3 separate regions of the Mus musculus genome follow, and regions 1 and 2 are each linked to region 3. Evidence: chromatin contacts called from public HiChIP or PLAC-seq data. All regions are on one chromosome and are shown on one strand. Each heading gives the region's core, a stretch centred on a gene start, on an enhancer-like site or on the middle of the called end of the contact. The rest is flanking DNA. Distances are from core to core; before and after follow the strand shown.

Region 1 (4,620 bases), core at 1,275-3,774, 530 kb after region 3:
CCTCGCCTGGTTTGGGTTTTGTTTTTAAAGATATATAACCTTTGAGAAACTCAACTAGACCATGTTCTGAAGAGCTACTACTTACAAAATTTGGAAGATTATCGTGTGTGTGTGTGTGTGTGTTTATGCATACAAACAGAGATTAAATACTTAAAGTAATGGTATAAAAATGTCTGTCCAACCATACATTCTTCTAAGAAATAATCTACTTAATATTCCCATCTGTAGAGTAATTAATGATATCTCTTTCTTCTCTGGGGAGTTCTCACTCATGTAGCTTTTAATTTGTTTTTAATTTATGTCATCAACTTCCTGCTTCAGCCTTCTTAGTGCTTAAATTAGAGGGGTGTGGCACCATATGACCCACGTGCACTCTCATCTCTTTAGAGGTTACCATTTAGCACCAGATTCTTGTTTGTTTATTTTTTTTTCATTCATCTAGATACCTAAACACACACCCACACCCACCCACCCACCCTTACCTATCTTTTTCTCATGTTAACTTATAATATATTGTATTTTACAACTTGTTTTGCGGAAGAGTTTATATTTCATATGTGGACTTGCCCTGGTCTTTCTGGTTGTGTAGGTCTTCAGAATTATGTGTCCCTATCAGATGGACATGAAAAAAGGCTCTACTCGTCTTCCTTTATAAAAACCAGTCTAATAAGGATCTTCCCATCTTTCTTTGTATGCACATGAGAATAGTTTCTTTAGGCAGATACCTAGGAAAAGATCTGCTGTGTCAAAGAGCACAAGTATTGAAAAGATATCAACAGGTTATTTCAAGAGGATTTCAATTTTTGTTTAAAAATATCTTTTTTTTTTGACACAATGACTTCAGGTGATATCCTAGTCCAGTTCCTTCTCACAGTCATCCTCTAGAGGACTAATATTGTTTAGATGGAATTTGATATCTAGAGCAGACTCAAATGGTTTTTTGATGAGAAATGTCTGCCACATGAGTTAGATGTGGATGCATCCACCTGATTTTCCACACCAAATGTTAACAGTAGGTTTTCAGGCCCAGCCCAGCCTTACTGGGTACAAGTTGTCCACGTGCTCCGTGCCAAGAGCATGGAGGTAAAGATACACAGCATGACTAGTTAAGCTGACATTTGTCCTTGGATCGTGTCCTTGGATGGCTACTCAGAGCTCCATTTGAAACTGGACAGCTTTGCTGAATTTATAATCCTATGTTTCTGTTTTTGTTTCTGTCATAGCTACCGACAATGATATCTTATGTATTTTTCTCCCTCAATTATTTCCCAAACGCATCATACAATAAATATACATGAAAATGGTTAGTCCAATCATGCATTGAAAAGGAAGTGTGAGTGCTAGAAAGCCGGTTCAGCTGGCAAAGGCCTCACCCTGTAAGCATGAGGCTATCAGAGCCTACCCATGGAAAAATTAAACAAAACAAACACAAAGAGATGTGGTAGCATATGCTTATAACTCTGCGACAGGCAGGTCCCCAGAGCTGCTGGCCAGCTAGTCTAACCAACTGATGGTCAGCAAGAGACTTGGCCTCAAACGAAACAAAGCAACAACAATAAAAAATAAATAAAAGGTGGAGAGCTAGAAGACCCATGACCTCACCCTCTAACCTTCACATACATGCACACTTTTGTTTACATGGAACCCACACACATGTGGGCAAAACATGCACACATACATATAATGTACACACATACGCACAGAGGTCATTTCAAAAACCCTTATAGGAAAAACAATTTAGTGTGACTTAAATTGTGACTTTCATACACTAGATTACACACTTTTCCCACAGTGTTAGAGGAGAATTAGCCAACGGTCCCAACTGAGTTTTGGGGTTGAATGTGATAGAAGTGTTCTCTAGGAGCCAGCTTGAGTAAAGCACACTTCTGTCTTGCTGGTCAGTGGCCTGTTGAGTGTGGCCATGGGAAAAGCCAGAGTTGGGTATCCAGGCCCTGCAGGTGGGAACAATTAAGATTCAAAGGCGATTTTGAAATGGATTTGTTTTTCTCTATTCTGCACATAAAATAAAAGGAGTAGTGCTAGGCTCCTAAAACCTGTCAGCCACTCATTAAATAATTGCATTCATAGAGCAGTCGAAGCTTTATTGCTTAGGATTTAAAATCTTCTTTCTATACTGCACGGAGTATGTATGTATGTAGATCTATAAATACACATATAGAGCCCAAACCGTGTTTCCCATCAAACATCTACTGTATGTTTCACTAGGGAGACAAGACCCATGTGTTTTGCAGAAGCTTTTAAAGCTGTTTCATTTATTTTATTAGCCTTTAATGAATGTAATTAGAACCCAAGTAATTAAATGCAATTGTGCTCAGTATGTTCCTGTTGTAAATTGCCCTAAACAATGTGCATCGTGTGAACAAATTTGTGGGATTAATCGAGGATAGATAATGTTTTTGGATAGTATTTCACACTAAACGGCCGCAGAGAGAAACAAAGAAGCTGGCGCAGTGTCATTAATCTTAGTCAACTGACAGCTCTGGTGTAATTTGCATGACTGAGGTAGTGACACAGGATGAGGCTTGCTTGGGATGGGTGTTGGAGCACTGGGATGTGTATGTATTTATTCCCCTTTAGTCTCCTGATTTATAAGCAGAAAGAAGTTTGCATGTGGAAACAGATCGAAACAACAGTGTCCCTGGGAGCAGTTGCTGATTACTGAGTTATTACTAGCCATGGACACGTTCCTTTGTTTTCACATTGGGTATTTCTGTTTTATGTATGTCAAAAGGCATCTATGAGTTCTTATCAAGACGTGTGTGTGTGTGTGGGGGGGAAACAAATTTATAATGACTGGTAGTAGGATACTAGTGGAAGAAGTGTGGCTGACTTCCCCCACCCTTTCATATCTCATACTCCTATCCCGTTTGCAAGAGGCACTTTGGGTCGCGTTGGAGAAGCCCTTCAAACTCCACTTATGAAAATATCATTTGTAAGAAAGCCTTTGGGAGCATGGAGAACACCGTGCTTTCCTTCTTCCTCCAAGTTACCGAACAATGACATAAGACATTCTAAGACAGGCACACAAATTGAGCTTCAAATGTCATAAGAGATGACAAACAAAAGGTAAGTGAATTTGGGAGTTTTGAGCTGGAATGACCATGCCCTCCTGACCTGACAGACATGCTAATCTCAGCCTGTGCAAGTGCAGCTGACATTTATGGGCAGTTGGCCTAAGCCATCCTGTTCTTTCTTCTCCGAATGAATTGGCATTGTTTTAGAATCGCCTAGGAAGCAGCTAAATCATTTTTGAGGACAGCAAATAAAGCTATTTTATCTTTGCAAATGTAGTGGTTAAACATTAAGCCATGTTTAAATATCTGTGTACAAAGAGGTGCATCGGCTATGAGGTAGGAAGAGAATATTCACGTATCAAAGAACTGTTTCATAGCACATTTGTAGATAACAATCTTTTCTTCTACATTGGCCTGTATTTTTGACATTCATTTTTTTAAATTTTCTTTAAAAAATACATACAGCTTAGCCATTCAAAATTCAATCAAATGCATATATTTTGGTGAGTTTTACTTACAGTGAAAGATGGACTCACCTTGCTGATGATTTATTTGTGAATAAAATTTGTTGTCCTACAAACATAATTTCTCTCTCCCCTCCCTTTCTTTCAGAGCATATGAGCATCATGATATGTATATGTATGCAGAAAGACATCTCATTGTGTGTTATTTCAAGAACATTTAACACACCAAAATAATTAACAATTCACGAGCGTAACTGGGCCTTATTAACATGCCATTGACCTTCTCACTTGTGTCCATCATGCAGAGATCTAGGACAAAAGTACATATTATGAGGTCAGCTGTGTTAACATAGTGTGGCAATGAGTCACCCTTAACATGGTGCTCAGAAATGATTGTGTTAATGTAAAAATTATTGTGGCAGTGCAGCTTAAGTTAAAATGATACTCTGTGAAGTTTAAACATTCAGGCCTACCTTGAAATGAGAACAGCCTAACACTGAAGACATACTTCTGATTCCAGGCTGGATAAACAACAGGATGAGGAGACATTTTCCTATCAGTTAAATCTTTGCTTCTATCAGTATTATGGTCACTTTATTGTAGTGTTGTTGAACATAAGAGATCAAAAGACAGACTTTCCACTTCTAGCTGAAGTATGACTTTTAAAGGATATAAACAGGTAGAGTGGGTGTTGGGTGTTGGAAATGATCCCATGATTTAATTGGCTCATTTCCTGAAGGATCACTAACATTCCTATGTGATCTCTTGTCTAAATCAAAAAGACACGTTTGACAGACAAATTTATCCACAGGAGTCAGAAGGAAGAATTTCTTTTTTTTTATTATTTTAATTAGGTATTTTTTTCATTTACATTTCCAATGCTACCCCAAAAGTCCCCCATACGCTCGCCCCCACTACCCTACCCCCCCCCACACACACACACACTCCTACTTCTTGGCCCTGACGTTCCCCTGTACTGAGGCATATAAAGTTTGCAAGACTGATGGGCCTCTCTTTCCAATTATGGCCGACTAGGCCATCTTCTGATACATATACAGCTAGAGACACGAGCTCTGGGGGGGGGGGGGTACTGGTTATTTCATATTGTTGTTCCACCTATA
Region 2 (4,228 bases), core at 844-3,343, 580 kb after region 3:
GGTGGGGAGGAGGTATGGGATGTGGAACAGTCAGAGGGTCGATGTGGGTGATAAAATATGGAGTGTAAAAAATAAATTAATTTTAAAATGTAACAAAAATCACATTTCTTTTTCTTTTACAAATTCTACATACACACACACACACACACACACACATATATATATACACACACACATACACACACACACATATATATACACACATACACACACACATATATTTATTAAATAAATTCAGTACACAAGTATACATGTAAATGTATGTTTATAATATTAAGATCACATTAATTTTGGTTTTGTGACTGTTCTGGAACTCACTATATAGACCTTGTTGGCCTTAAACTCACAAAGATAAGCCTGCCTTTGCCTCCCAAGTACTGGAATTAGATGCGTACCACCACCACCTGGCTGGCAAAAGTTTTTATATTTGGAAAACATTGTTTTATCGCAAATTTGTCTGTCTGTCTGTCTGTCTGTCTACTTATTTGTGACTGGATATGGCACATGTGTGGAAGTCAGAGGATGACTCGTAAGCATCTACTCTTTCCACAGTTTGGGTTCCAGAACTCAAACTCAGATCATCAGCTTTGATCATTTTTTGGGGGGAGATGTAGGGTGTAAGGTCGTTTCTCACTATGTAGCCCTATGACTTTGTGACCCAGGACTATCTACGTAGACCAGGTTGGGCTTAAACTCAAAGCTCTGTCTGCTTCTGCCCTCCCAATTCCTGGCTCTCTCCGTGTTCCTAGTGTCGCTAGTCAATCCATTAGAGCCTCCCGTGCGGTACTCTCGCTAGGTCTTTTTCTTACGGACACTGACACAGTTTCTTTTTTTTTTTTTTAACACTATAGACAAAACAAATTCCAGAAATGTTTATTTGACCCTTAGATTTAGAATAAAATTTTGGACACAGAATTGCTGGTTCCTAGGGAGGGAACAACTTCAAGTCTCAGTACATTTTCTCCTACCCAGTCAGCACATGCAAGGAGAAGCACATGAGAGCGGTTCTTGGTTTCCTCCTTGCCATCTCTGCCTTGCTGGCATTTCCTCTTTTGGTTTGTCACCTTTGCTATTATTTTAATAGAATTGATGAGAAGGACTGGAGAGTGCATTACTGGTTTTGTCAACTCAGTTTTAGAAGGTAGACCCAATATTGTCACATAGTATGCATTCTAAAATAAAATACGCTGGTGAACATGCTGAAGGCTTACCTGCCTTTGCCTTTGCATCTGATGTTTAGATTTAGTGTCATCTTTCTGGAAAAGACCCAGTTGGATTAAAGGCATCTTGAACTGAACGAATGGCGGGGAAGATTTTTGATTCATGTTAATTATTTCACTCTTGGCAAGGGCTGACTTGACACACATGATTTGTCACACAGAGGAATGAGAAAGAAGACAGGAAGTAAGATGCTTTTCTTTTGGAGAAAAAGCTAGAAGAATAAAAGATTTTGGTGTTTGAATAGCAGCTGGTTGAACGTAAACAACTATAGAGTTAAAAAAAATTTCCTTACTCTTCTAAAAAAAAATACTGGTATCTCATGTTTTCTTTTTTTATGGCTATATTATGCAAGGAAAGTGGTACTTAAAAAGCCATAATCTATTGCTACAGGCATTCGTTTCCTTTTACAGCTCAGGTGCAAATGCAAGTGTGCTCTGAAAGACACGTTACACGCTTTAATGTTTCTTCTAATAAACAGGGTAGAGTCATGGACCACGTGACTGTTGACTTCTAGAAAATTTCATCTAGAAACTGGAGCGAAGATAGAGATTTAAAACCACAGCGGGAACTTAAAACCCAGCGAGCACAGTCCATTATTAAAGGAGATATTTTCCCACACAAGAATAAACTCACTAAATGGTCCCCTCCTTTCAGTTAGGTATTTAAGGGAACGGTTTAAGTGCTCGAAAAAAAATATTTTGTGGTATCAGAAAGCATTGGAGTGTTTTAGGTGAGAAATTTAATAGCCGCCTTTTTAAAGACACTTGGGGAATTTTCTGCAATTGGGTTAGGACCTACAGGCGCATGTCATGTGGTTAGGCGGGCTTTGCCAGCCTGGAGCACTGGCCTGGAAACCTCAGGATTTGGTTTCTCCACCCTCCTCCCTTCTCCTGTGTTTATGCATGTGGGAGAAGGCCTGTTGAGTGTGGCTGATCTCTCCCAGCTGTGGCCTCTCCATTCATCCTAATTTCTTTCTCCATAGCTCATTTGGACCCAAGCAGTGGTGAAATTGCTGACTGGAGAGTGTGTCCTGCCACAAAAGCCGTAGGCAAGATGTGGCCACAACCAGAAGAGCATGCAGGGTGGAAAACACCATCTGGACTGTGCAGTTTACACAGCACAAACTCTCCTTTTTTTCATGTAGGAAAAAAAAAAATCAGCCATGCAGCTTTTGTTGCTCTCTTCTGTGGCCAGAATCCTCTCACATTGCCATCTTCTGTTGGTGAAAGAAAATGTCCAAAGGGACTCAAGACTTTGTATTCTTTTTAAGTTTTACCTTTTGTTTTGTTTTGTATCTCTGTGGTTGGTTTTGGCTTGTATCTCTGTGGTCTTTTCTCCAGCTCAGAGCACAGAAAGCAAGTTTCAACTGTACATCTGTCATTGGTCACCTGGAAAGGGCTTGCTGTATGCTTTGGAGATCCTTTTGCTAGTTTTTGATAGGCAAGGTGCATTCATCCTCTGATAGATAAAGCCAACATCTCCCGCAACCCAGTGAGCTGGAAGGTCTACAGAATTGATGTATGCACGCAATATTTGGCTGTAGAAGGAATTATTATTATTATTATTATTAATCACATTTAGTCTTCTGTAGAAGAATAGAAACTTAAAAAAGACTAACTGATTAACATTGTCTTTTATTCTACAATGGAGATTCAGAATTTGGATGGCAGATTTTAAAGCTTTTTATTATATTTTAATTATTTATTGTGAGTGTGTGCACTCATGCACAAGGTGGAGGTCAGAGGACAACTTGTGGTTGTAGTTTCTTTCCTTCTATGGATGGTAGATTTTTGACAGTATTTTATAATGAACAAGAGATCTATTTGCTTTCATTTTAATCAACAGTAAAGATCTCTTCTCTGGCTAGGAGGAGTAAGAATGGTTTTCTTAGTGACTTGCATTAATTACAAATGTTACTTGCTATTACTGAGGAACAGCAGAGAACTATTATAAAGACATAACTGAACAGAGTCAGAGATCCAGTTGTGTGACCAAAGAGCTGCTATCTAGCTCTCCTGACACAGCATCCTCATCTGAAATAGTAAGATGGAGATCCACCCCATCTCTGTAAACCCAGCAAACCTCTCCCCAACATTCCGAATGCATTCTGGGATGGAAAGAAAAAAAAAAAAAGGCTGGTACTGACTGTTTCCTAAGCCCCAGCCCATGAAAACGGAGCCAAATGCCACACACTTTACTCACTGTAGTCACTGAAGGGCATGTAGGACTGCTGGGTCCCTTTTGTATGTGATGAAATTGAAACTTGGAACGGTTAAGGGAAGCCCTGAAGCCACAGCTTTTAAAAGGCAGGACTTAAAGGACAGGGGTTTCTCTAACGTTGAAACCGTTGTCAGAGCTGTTGAATGTTTATTCTGATTATTTCCCCATACACTCTCAGTCATTCCATCTTTAATGGTGTCAGGTAGCTCTGCTTAGGGTTGAATCTGAAATGGGCCCTGCCCCAGGCTGGTGATTTGAATTCGCGTATGTTGTCCTTTCCACTTTAGTACCTTGCTTTCTTCTTCCAGGTTAGCTATGGTGTAAACAGCATCCAGGACATGCTTCCATGGCTGCATTCAGAGCCGCCCTGTCCTGTCATTCTGAACCTCACGATGGACTGTGCTCTCAGAAACTGTGAGCCCAAATAAAAATGTCCTCGATTTAAGCTGATTCTGTCAGACATTTTGTTACAGCAAATCAAAAGAGAATAATACTCTACTACTCTTGCCATTATGCAGGGAAGTCAATGGAAACGAAGAAAGTTGAGGAAAACTACAAGGATAACAAGAGAGGTAGAGAAATAGAATTAAAAGTCACTCCTGTACTAGTCTAGCACTACTATGAAGCCCCTCCTTCTGTGCCACACTCAGCCTCACTGGAAAATTAGATAGCCTTTATGTTTAATATTTTGGGTTGACTTAACATTGGCATGATTAAATTCATTAGGTAACATTATGCAAAATGATACTTATTTTCATGTTCCTGGACATGGCTCATTCAAGAAAGG
Region 3 (4,148 bases), core at 1,098-3,597:
GCTTTCTGTCACGGGATGGTTCAGAGTTGGGGAGGGAGGCCGCAGTTGAACAGCAAACCCTTACTCTGTTTGCTATTCTCTGGGCCTGGGGCCCGGAACCCAGGGCGAGGGTGAGAAGTTGGGGAGAGGGCGCGCTCCCAGTGCGTGGCTGGGTCGCGCTGCCAGCTGCCTGGTGGCGGCAGGGTGAACCCGGCTACGCGCGCCGGGTGACCAAAGCTCCGCCCCCAGCTCTCGTCTCTCGGTGATTGACGCGCAGCCGCGGGGAAACAGCAGAGCAGAGGTAAAGCCAGCTGGAACTCCGGCCAGGGATTGGGCGGGACCCCGGCCAGAACTAGTTTCTACCAAAACCTAGTCGGGTATTTACCTTTTTAACCCTACTCGCTTCCTTTTCCTTTTGGGAAAACTTTAGGAGCCAGTCCCATGGTCCCCATCCAGCGAAATCCTCCCGGTGTAATTAACTCAGCCTTTAGCCCTCTTTACAACCGCTGCGCCCAGGGCAACCACAACAAAGCTGGGCAGCCAGAGCCAGCCACTCCTCGCAAGCATCTTCTGTCTCACATGCTTTTTAATCTTTCTCCTCCGGTGCTTCCTAGATCCAAGATTCACTTTAGAGGCGCACAGCGGTCACGCGCACGCACGCACGCGCGCGTACACACACACACACACACACACACACACACACTTGTCTACATCGGTAAACAACAAACACCAAACAACTCCCTCTCCTCTAACTCCTACCCCACTAACTCCCGCCCTACTAACTCTCATCCTGCTTTCTCCCTCCAGATTGAGCCCAGGACCCCTAGACTCTCAATGGTGGTCTACACTGTCTGCAGCGCACCGAGGGACTATGCTCCGAGTTCAGCTGCTCATATCTTGTACTAGACAAAAATGAATATTGACAAAAAGGGCTCTGCATCTGCACGAGAAAGAAAGTACCACTTAACAACAACAACAACAACAACAACAACAAAAATCCTAGCCTGGCGGTGGTGCAGTTGGCGGAGCTTGCTGCTCTAGGTTGTAGTGGCAGAGTTCGGGACCTAGTAATCCGCCGGCAGAGGAAGGGGGCCGCGGAATTAAAACGAACAAAAGCTAGAGCGCCATGCCAAACATCCCCAACGCGACCCAGTTAGGCAGGAGCCAAGAGGAGTGGTGGGGAAATAAACGAGAAGTAAGTTGAAAATAAAAAGATCTGAGTCTGTACCGTACTTTCCCTGTGGCTTTCTGCAGTTTTCCTGTCTGCGCTCTCCCTGTCCTCTTCCACCTCTCTTCCTTCCCCCTCCAATCACGCGTGTTCTCTCTCTCTCTCTCTCTCTCTCTCTCTCTCTCTCTCTCTCTCTCTCTCTCTCTCTCTCCCTCTCTCTCCCTCTCCTGTCGCTCTCCCTCCTTCCCTCCCTTCCCCCTTTCCCCCTCCCTCATCCCCCCTCCCTCCCCTCTTCCTCTCCCTCCCGCGTCGTCCCCCTGGAGAAGCAGGCTTGCTGATTTGCTCCGGTCCTCTCCGCTCCAGCCTCCCCTTCCCCAGCCCCCCCCCCCCCCCCCGGGGCCGTCCGACCGCACTCGCTGCATATCAGAGGCTCCGCGCTGCGCGCTCCTCCTCGCTCCAGCTCCCCACTCTCGGGATGTGTCTCCGCCGTAGGACGGGCTATGGCCACCACGACTTCCGGGTTCCGTCATTTCGTTCTCCCGCCGCCGACCCGCGCCGCCAAACTGAGGCTCTACTATAAGCCCGGCTGCAGCCAACCTGCCAACACCTACTGACACTCACTCATCTCCCAGAGAGAGAAAGAGAGCGCGAGAGAGCGAGCGCGAGTGAGAGCGAGCGAGAAAGAGAGAGAGGGAAAGACAAAATACCTACCAGAGAGGGGGGGAGGAAGTCCAATTTTTGCAAACTATTCATTTTTTTCTTGGTTTTCTCCTTGCTTTCTTTGAACAATACTTTAAAAAGAGAGGATCATATTAGAGCTATTTTGGGGGCAAAGCTAAAAGAGGGGGGAGGGGGGAGGAAGAATTCAAGAAGCAGAAACCCCTCGCGGAGTTTTACTGGAAGAAAAAAAAAACGGGTCTGAAAGATTGCTCCTCTTCATCATCATCAACCATCATTCATTCACTACCTTGACATTCCGGGCTTTGATTGACAGCTGGAGTGGCAAAAAGCCATGAAACTCGACAGTTCGGTTACATGTGGGCTGCTGACTGGCCGCTCGTAACCTTCAGTTCGGGGGCTTGACAATTTTTTTTCTTTTTCTTTTCTTTCTTTTCTTTTTTTTTTTCAACTAAGAGGAAAAGAAGAGAAAGAGGAGTAAAGGAGGACCGAAGAGGAGGAGGAGGGGAGGGGGAGGAGGGGGAGGAGGAGGAAGATCAGGAGGAGGAGGAAGAAGAGGAAAAAAGAGAAAAAGAAGAAATATCACTGAAAAAAATTCTTCGTTTTCTTGACTGGGCTTTCCCCACCCCCCAAAAAATAACATTGGAAAATTGGGAGAAGTCTCCTTGGTTTGGAAAAAAAGGACTCTTCAACCTAGCTCACTTTCTTATCCGGACTGGGATATTAAATATACGACACATCCAGGAGTTTATTGGAGCGCAGACTGATGGCGCAAAGGGTAGGTTTAAATCTCCAACACTTACCTAGATATAAATCCTCTCCTACAGGGCCCTGCCCCATGCCTTCTCTCCCTTTGAGCTGGCTGCTGCTGGTTGCTTGATGATGATGGCGGCCAGTATTTTAAAAAATAGTAACAAAATTATTCACCGGCTTCTTTCCCCCCTGTGCCTCTGCGTGTGTGAGAGTGTGTGTGCGTGCGTGTGTGCGTGTCTGGCCGCGCGTGTCCCAGCGCTGAGCGAGCGGGCGGGCGGCGAGAGCGTGTGAGTGGTGTGTGTGTGTGTGTGTGTGTGTGTGTGTGTGTGTGTGTGTGTGTGTGTGTGTGTGTACTTGTGTGCAATTGTTACACGCTTTCGCCTCGCTCCAGCTTTTACCCCGGCAGCGTGATTCCCCGGGTTCTCTGCGGGCGGCGAGAGCGTGTGAGTGGTGTGTGTGTGTGTGTGTGTGTGTGTGTGTGTGTGTGTGTGTACTTGTGTGCAATTGTTACACGCTTTCGCCTCGCTCCAGCTTTTACCCCGGCAGCGTGATTCCCCGGGTTCTCCTGCCGCCGCCGCTGCGCCTCTTTCGCCGCTACTCGCGCGGCTCCGGGCGGGCGCGGGCTGCGTAGGAGCCGCCGGCGTGGGGCCGCGCTGCCTAGACTAGCCCCGGCTGCTTGTTTTGTCTCTGAAATTGACAAGGACGCAGGGAATCCGCTGCTAAATAATGTTTCTGGTAACTTTCACGTTATTCCTCCCCACCCTCAGCTCCTAGCCCCCGGGGAGGCACCGACCCTAGTCTTCCCTTGTCCTTGCCGTTCTCGGCCTGATTATTAGCGTTTTTCTTCTCTTTATTTTGTTTCATTTCGCCCTTTGATTTATTGGATCTCCTGGAGGAGGCGAAGGGGGGTAAGGGGTGGGATCCGGGGCTTCCTTCTCTTGCTAACTCCACTTCTCCCTGGGTTGGCTCGCTGGGGTTCTGCAGCCTCCAGCGGGAGCGGGGCCTCCCTGTGCCCCCCCACCCCCCACCCGGCGTCCCCGGCCTCTCCGCCTGATCTGCCTTCCCTGAATGCTGCTCTCGGCTCAGACTTTAATTTTAAAATTTACGACATCCTCTCCCAACTTTCAAATCTGTTTTTTCTCCTGGTTTGGTTTGTAGTGTGTTTAACTTGTGTCCGGTACTTTTCTTTTTTTCTGACTTTGTTTTTATTCTCTCTCTCTCTCTCTCTCTCTCTCTCTCTCTCTCTCTCTCTCTCATCCGTCTTTACACCCCCTATCTCTATTCCATCCCCACTCCTCTGTACCCTCTTTTCTTTGCTCCGGGTTCCTTTGCTTTCCTGCCTCTGCCCCCCTGGGTTCTCTCTTACTCTGTGCCACCGCCCCCTCCTCTTGCCCGGGCTCTGACAGTACGATGAGCTGCCCCATTACGGCGGGATGGACGGAGTAGGGGTTCCCGCTTCCATGTACGGAGACCCTCACGCGCCGCGGCCGATCCCCCCGGTTCACCACCTAAACCACGGGCCGCCGCTCCACGCCACGCAGCACTACGGCGCGCACGCCCCGCACCCCAA

The links. HiChIP or PLAC-seq counts read pairs in DNA pulled down with a chosen protein or histone mark.
Region 1: an H3K4me3 HiChIP or PLAC-seq map of neural tube shows a contact between it and region 3, with 5 times the contacts expected there. The contact joins the enhancer-like site here to the promoter of Meis2 in region 3. A contact is called at or near these places in 3 of 39 promoter capture datasets (embryonic stem cells and second pharyngeal arch cranial neural crest), 12 of 484 Hi-C or Micro-C datasets (the AML12 cell line, the C2C12 cell line, cranial neural crest and 6 more), 19 of 115 datasets of contacts at active chromatin or transcription factors (SST interneurons, craniofacial prominence, embryonic basal ganglia and 13 more) and 4 of 9 other capture datasets (embryonic stem cells, embryonic tail, liver and 1 more).
Region 2: an H3K4me3 HiChIP or PLAC-seq map of craniofacial prominence shows a contact between it and region 3, with 5 times the contacts expected there. The contact joins the enhancer-like site here to the promoter of Meis2 in region 3. A contact is called at or near these places in 1 of 39 promoter capture datasets (embryonic stem cells), 2 of 484 Hi-C or Micro-C datasets (both in uterus), 13 of 115 datasets of contacts at active chromatin or transcription factors (the NIH/3T3 cell line, bone marrow-derived macrophages, craniofacial prominence and 8 more) and 2 of 9 other capture datasets (adipose tissue and macrophages).

What each region holds. Positions count from the first base shown.
Region 1 is chr2:115,536,410-115,541,029 of GRCm38.p6, reverse strand. No RefSeq gene overlaps it. Among named protein-coding and RNA genes, the nearest start is that of Gm39911, 12 kb to the left of the region's middle. Within about 2 kb of position 2,524, at least 21 of the 459 cell types and tissues checked have an H3K27ac peak or open chromatin away from gene starts, as enhancers often do. A contact at or near this core is called in embryonic basal ganglia, neural progenitor cells, neural tube and 1 more, where this site is marked.
Region 2 is chr2:115,481,561-115,485,788 of GRCm38.p6, reverse strand. No RefSeq gene overlaps it. Among named protein-coding and RNA genes, the nearest start is that of 3110099E03Rik, 29 kb to the left of the region's middle. Within about 2 kb of position 2,093, at least 30 of the 459 cell types and tissues checked have an H3K27ac peak or open chromatin away from gene starts, as enhancers often do. A contact at or near this core is called in craniofacial prominence, neural tube and uterus, where this site is marked.
Region 3 is chr2:116,063,257-116,067,404 of GRCm38.p6, reverse strand. It overlaps Meis2 (Meis homeobox 2), which reads left to right and starts at 2,347. Exons shown (of 12, transcript NM_001159568.1): 1 at 2,347-2,603; 2 at 3,985-4,148. The coding sequence starts at 2,592. G630016G05Rik (RIKEN cDNA G630016G05 gene) reads right to left here and starts at 180. Exons shown (of 5, transcript NR_153841.1): 1 at 65-180.